Regions from separate parts of the Hordeum vulgare genome. Here region 1 is linked to region 2. A link is a contact called in public Hi-C data. All regions are on one chromosome and are shown on one strand. The core of a region is the stretch at or near the end of the contact, and the rest is flanking DNA. Distances in the headings are between cores, read along the strand shown. Region 1 holds the start of LOC123453089 (protein NRT1/ PTR FAMILY 5.7-like). Region 2 holds the start of LOC123399269 (L-type lectin-domain containing receptor kinase SIT2-like).

The links. A called contact is a pair of places that touch in the nucleus more often than the background predicts.
Region 1: a contact with region 2 is called in a Hi-C map of leaf, with 3 times the contacts expected there. The contact joins the promoter of LOC123453089 here to the promoter of LOC123399269 in region 2. A contact is called at or near these places in 2 of 6 Hi-C or Micro-C datasets (leaf and seedling).

Annotation. Positions count from the first base shown.
Region 1 is chr5H:565,218,528-565,221,952 of MorexV3_pseudomolecules_assembly, reverse strand. LOC123453089 (protein NRT1/ PTR FAMILY 5.7-like) reads left to right here and starts at 1,916. Exons shown (of 2, transcript XM_045129850.1): 1 at 1,916-2,384; 2 at 2,517-3,425. The coding sequence starts at 2,231.
Region 2 is chr5H:564,717,914-564,721,077 of MorexV3_pseudomolecules_assembly, reverse strand. It overlaps LOC123399269 (L-type lectin-domain containing receptor kinase SIT2-like), which reads right to left and starts at 1,270. Exons shown (of 1, transcript XM_045093690.1): 1 at 1-1,270. The coding sequence starts at 1,016.

The DNA of each region.
Region 1 (3,425 bases), core at 667-3,166, 500 kb before region 2:
CTCATCGTCGGCGGTGAGATTGGGCTGCGCCGGCGCGGGCAGAGCTGGTGGCGCAACACGGGCGAGCTCCTCTCCAGACGCAGCACGCTCTTATGCTGTAGGTAGGCGACCTCCTCCGAGAGCAGCGCGCGGGCATAGACGACGGGGGTGTTGTCGTTGTTTTGGGCGGAGCCGGCCATGGCTGCTTGTGACGGCGGCGGCGCAGCACAGGCGTGCACCTCCGTTAGGGTCCTCTTATGCTGGAGGTAGGCGACCTCCTCTGGGCGCAGCACGCGGGGCGTAAACGGGGGCGTTGCCGTTGTTTTGGGTGGAGCCAGCCATGGCTGCTGTCTAGGGTCGCCGACGAGGGAACAAAGGGGTGGCGAGATAGGGACGGGGTCTGGAAGCAGATGAGGCCGAACCCTCTTCGCACGCTTGGATTAAAAAAGACTGATCGTAGTCGCTGACACGTTGGCCCGCGGAGGGTGTCCGTCACTAATTATGTTGACAGCGAGTAGTTGGGACAGAAACCGAAAAGGCGCGCGCGTCCTCATCGACGCATTTCAGTCTCAAATTTAAACAGGAAAATGGATCGACGCGGATGCGAAGCGAACTCGTTTTGACAATGCATTGGTATGTTGGGCCATCACTTTTGTCCGCACGTATTCAAACAGACGACGGTGGACGAAATGGGTCGTCATGTTAAAGTTGCTCTAACTGGCTGGCACGAAATATTTGAGCTTTGCTACAAGTACGGACGTTTTACATGATTTTTACAGGCAAAGTTGAAGTGGCTTATTTTAATTGATACTTAGATGAGGCCAGCCCCATCCTAAGAATTGGGAGGGAGATTAGTGAGGAGGAAAACCCATCAATCCGTAACCTTCTGTAAAAAAAGTCCGTAGGTCTGGCATTTTCCAAAAATTTCATCACACGAAACTTGAAGCACCCTTGAGCAAGGCCCGCCAGGAACGGTCAGTTTGACTGTTTTTTCATATGCATGTTTGTACCAGTGCAATTTACACTACGAAAGAGAATGCTAGTTGGGTTAAATGCAGGAGACCAAACGACACAAAGAACATGTGTGAGAGCATGAAAACCCTCGAAACAGTCTAGAAGCATACACCAAAAAAACGTACAAATAACCAAACAAGCCAAAACTGTACGTAAGCAGCGAGCCATCCATCTCTAATTGCATCATGTACACGGGTTCATCGACCACATCAGCAGGCCAAAGAGTGGATGGAGCACATCGTTCATCGGATGGCTGACGGAACTCGGAGGCGTCGCGCCCACGTCCTCCACACATCACCGGCCGTCCGATGCGTGCGGCATCCGGCCTTTCCCGCCCGAAGAAACGCTCGCACGCATGGAAGATGGAACACGTGGCTCCACCGCAAAAGTCAGCGCTACCTGTGCTCAGATACTCTCACGTGTGCTGTGCTGTGCTGTGCTGTGTTGCTGCACTGTATAGCCAATGAATACGGTGGCTGGTGTGTGCTGTACGTACTGGTGCTAAACGAGCTGAGTGAATGTACATACGTTACTGCTATTTTTCAGGAATACATATACAACGTACGTACGCTCTTACTCCTGCCGTCACATGCAAGTCAACACCTACGTACGTACGTTACTGCTATTCCATAGAAATCTACTACTACTAGCAATCGACATTTGGATATGAATGCGATTTTCGAATCTTTTTAATAGGTCAAAGTAACGCCACGAGTCTTGCAAAACGTGTGCAAAAACGTCCTGCCTCTACTCAAAAAAAAAAAAAACTCGGCGGGCTGGAGCATTTACTTACTCCCTAATTTGCCACGGGCTGTCAGCAGTAACTGTACTAGCTGTCAGTAGTAACTGTGACACTTCTGCAAATAGACACACGCAAAAAAATACAAACAACAAAACAGTCCTCCAGCCGATTCGTTGGCCGTCCGTCCGTCCGTCTCAGAAAGAGCTTCAGGAACACGGCCTCCTTTCGCGGATTCGATCCACGCGTGCGCGGCGCACACATCTCCTCCGATGCTCCCTCCCTTTCCTCCCCCAGCTTCTCCTGCCTGCTCCCCTCGGTCCATGCCGCACTAGATCGCTAGCAGCCGCCTATATAACGCCGAGAACCTTTTCCTCCAGCCTCACACCACCACCAACCACGCATCAGTCGACTACGTGCTGTGCTCCGGCGAATCGGAAAGAAACCGGCCGCGCGCGGTTCTGTCTTCTGGAAAGGCGTTGATTGATTCGGCCGGTGATGACGAAGCAGCACCAGCAGCCGCAGCAGGGTTTAAGCTTCCGCCATATCCTCGAGGAGGAGAGATGGGTGGACGACTCCTCCGTCGACCACCGCGGCCGCATGCCCCTCCGCGCCGCCACTGGCTCCTGGAGGGCCGCCATGTTCATCATCCGTAAGCTCGCTACCTCCTCGAACTGCCTGCCAGATCTGTCCGTCTCTTTCCCTGTCTCTGTTCAGTTGGTTGATGGTGGCAGTGTGTGGTGTGAACGTTCTTGACTTGTTGTTGTGTCCGTGGTTTTGGCAGTGATCGAGTTCAGCGAGCGGCTGAGCTACTTCGGCATCGCCACCAGCCTCATGATCTACCTCACCAAGGTGCTGCACCAGGACATGAAGGTCGCCGCCGAGAACGCCAACTACTGGATGAGCGTCACCACGCTCATGCCGCTCCTCGGGGGATTCCTCGCCGACGCCTACCTCGGCCGCTTCCGCACCGTGCTCCTCTCCACCGTCGTCTACCTCCTCGGCCTCGCCCTGCTGGCCGTGGCGCAGCTGGCGCCGGGCCTCAGGCCGGAAGGCGCCTCGGTTCCGCGGGTTCACGAGACGCTCTTCTTCGTCGGGATCTACCTCGTGTCCGTCGGCACCGGCGGCCACAAGCCGGCGCTTGAGAGCTTTGGCGGTGACCAGTTCGACGACGGCCACGCCGGCGAGCGGCTGCAGAAGATGTCCTACTTCAACTGGTGGAACTGCGCGCTCTGCTCCGGGGTGCTGCTCGGGGTCACCGTCGTCGTGTACGTCCAGGAGCGGGTCGGATGGGGCGCCGCCACCGTGCTGCTCGCTGCAGTCATGGGGTGCTCCCTCGTGGTGTACCTCGCGGGTTGGAGGACGTACCGGTACAGGGTGCCGCAGGGCAGCCCGCTCACGCCGCTGCTTCGGGTCGTCGTGGCCGCCGTCTCGAAGCGGCGCCTTCAGCTGCCAGCCGATGCAAGCGAGCTGTACGAGGAGGACTGCGGCAAGAAGAGGCTGCTCTGCCACACCGACCAGCTCCGGTGTCTCGACAAGGCGGCAATCGTCGAGCATGATGGCGAGGTGTTGCGCGGGGCGTGGCGACTGGCGACGGTGACGCAGGTGGAGGAGACGAAGCTGGTGGTGTCGATGGTGCCCATCTGGGTGGCCACTCTCCCGTTCGGCATCACGACGGCGCAGGTGTCCACCT
Region 2 (3,164 bases), core at 21-2,520:
CCTTCCTCCTCCTCGGAGAACTCCTGGCGTTGTCGGTGCCACCGTTGCCGCCGCACGACGAACGTCGCGATGGCCGCCGACACCAGGAGCAGGACCAGGACGGACAGGAGGAGCAGTATCAGGATAAGTGGAAGAGACATCCTCCTCTTGGATGATCCCGGCGGCGACGGGGGCCTCGGGAGCTTGGAGAGGTCGAGGTCCGGTGCGCGGCCGCCGCCGAGGCGAAAACTCCAGCCAAGAACGTAATGCGAGCTCATGGCGGCGCCGTTCGCCGCCGAGAAGCCGACGTAAGTGTCTTCGGCCACTGCCGACGAGAGGTTGACGTGGCACGACAAGAGCGGGCGGGCCGGCCTTGGCTCGCCCGCCGGCGACACCGTCACCTCGAGGCGCGTGCTGCCGCCGTCGTACTCGATCCACACCTGCACAGGCGCGTCGCTGCCGCCAATCAGGCTGATGTTGTCGAATCTCCTTCCGCCGAAGCCGTCGTCGTGCCAGTACCCGGCCGTGGTCGAGCTGTTGGAGTGGAGGCTGTTGACGTCGACGCCGACGTGATTCTCGTCGACGTCGTGGAACTCCAAGTCCATGACCGTGTCGAGCTCGACGGCCACGATCTGGCTCGTGCCGTCGCCCAGGCTGTTTGACGTGTTGAACAGCCCGAGGTACTTGCCGGCGACGGCGCCCGGGATGATGACCGACGGCGCGAGCGCGAAGGCGATACCGTGGCCGTGCGTGTCCGGGTACCGCGGCGCGATGGCGAACACGAAGGTGGTGGAGAAGGAGACGGGCGCGCCGGTGGAGGCGTCCCGGAATCGGAGGGGAGCTGGATGGAAACCATGGCCGAACACCTCCTTGGTGTCGTTGGTGAGCTGGAGGATGCGGGACGGGGTGATCACGGCCGTGCCGTCGGTTGCCACGCTGCCGGCGGCGAAGCCGGGGTACATGAACTCCTGATCACCGGCGACATGCCGAGAGAACAGGAGGAGGAAGATTACCGCGGCCAGCCGCCGGAGAAGCATGGCGATCGACAATCTGCAGGAGCAACGGAAGCGAGTGACGGTGGCGGCAGGGTATGGAAGTGGACGGCGTTGGCTGCCGGCGAGCCGAGGTTGCCGTCGCCGTTGCCTTCGATGAGCCGACGGGGACGGGGGAGTGTGGGAGGGTCTGGAAAGTGGAAACGAATTTGTTTTCTAGTGAGTGACTGAGTACTCAATGAAAAGAAAATCTTTATATTTATATCGACGATCTTGACTCGTTTAAATTGGAAAATAGTGCAGGAACACATTCAATTAAGCACAGCTAGGTGGTTGGACATTTATGTTCCTCAAGTTGTACTGTATTTTTCATGTAACTTTGGTCTTTTGCTGCGTGAAACTTTTTTGTCAGGAATACGCTAATGGAGTATCATATCTCTATTCTTAAAGGAAGTGTTGGTAACTTCTTTTTTCGTTCTTTTATCTTTCGTCTCACCTTCGTCTGGGTTTTTTCGTCCGGTTTTTTTGTCCATCCTTCCATCATCTTATATTTAATAACTAGCAAAAGGACCCGTGCGTTGCAACGGGAAAAAAAATTATAATCTTCAATGATGATGATCATATCATGTCTTTAAAATTTTAGGACATTTCTTGAAATGCATGAACATTTTTTGAATTAGCAAACAATTTTTTCAATTGCACAGACAAACTTTTTTTCAAAATCATGGACTTTTATTCTTTTCACCAACATTGTTTTCAAAATTATGAACATTTTTCTGAATATGCGAATGTTTTTACAAAAATTCTGAGCATTTTTTGAATTCACAAACATTTTATATTTTCTTCAAACTTTTATTTCAAAATTCCCAGTTTTATAAATTGCAAAAGTTTTTCAAAGTTCTAAATTATTTAAACTAAAAAATGGAACATAAAAATGAAAATAAAAAATGAGACTAAAAATAGAGGCACGAACTGTTTTTAAGATTTTTATACAGACTTTTGTTAAAAATCGTTGACTTTTTTTATTTTATGGACATTTTCTCAAAGTTCAAACATTTTTTTATACGCAAACATTTTTCAAAACCGCTGAGTAGTTTTTGAATTCTCAAAAAAATATGTTTTTTTGAATATTTTATTTCGAAATTCTCAGTTTCTTGAAATTGAGAAAAGTTTTTGGAAGTTCTAAATTATTTAAAGTAGAAAAATAAAATGGAACTGAAAAGATAAATAAAAAAACTAAACTAAAAAAACAGACGTCCACGCATGGGCCGGCCCAAACAGGTGTGCTGCATCTTTTTTCAACGCCCACAGCGTAATATAGGAGGTACCTACATGGGCCGGCCCAGTCTGGAGATTTTCCTGATTGAAATGTTTTTTATGACTTATAGATGGCATTGGTGGGTAATTTTAGTCAACTTTAAGGGCAATTTGGATGACGTACGGAAGAAACACTATTTGCTTTATTAGTAGGTAAAGATAAAGATGTATTTGTGTGAAAAATTAATTAAGATTAATTTATAATAAATCTTTAAAGATCACATCTAAATTAATTTATTTATTATAGATCGCTCAATCACATTAATTAATATTATTATACATCATCAAATTACATTAATTAATATTTCGTTCCTGATTTTTCTCTCTTTCTCCTCCCACTTCTCTTTGTTTTTTTCTGGTTTTTTTTGTTCCTCCTCCCATATCCCTACCCCTAATTGCTCAGTTGGTGAATATCATCCACGGTTTTTTCGTTCGTTTTGTTTTTCGTCTCACCTCTCACCACCACCTCTTCACATTGGTGTTTTCACCTTTTAATAAAAACTTTCCTAATATTTTCAAGTTTTCCTAACCAGCCATGTTTCAAATGGCAGGAACCAATTAGCTCAGTTTGCTGCATTGTCCATGTACTTTTATGCAAACAAATTTGTATATTATTTTGTTTTACTCAAAGTAAATTTGTTTAGGCTACTACGAGTCGAGTGTATTTGTTATGTAAAATCACTAATGGGACTATGTGTATGCTGGACATCTAGTGTCATAACACATTTTCTCATGCCAATGCAAGATATTGTTTGAGCTAAAAAGTTTCACTCCCCATGGCCATTTCTATGTGAAGGTGAAAACTCGATTTGTTATGTGAACCTTCCTGGTGTGTTATCTCCAATAGTCAGACGTGATTTAAGAACTTTGAATCAG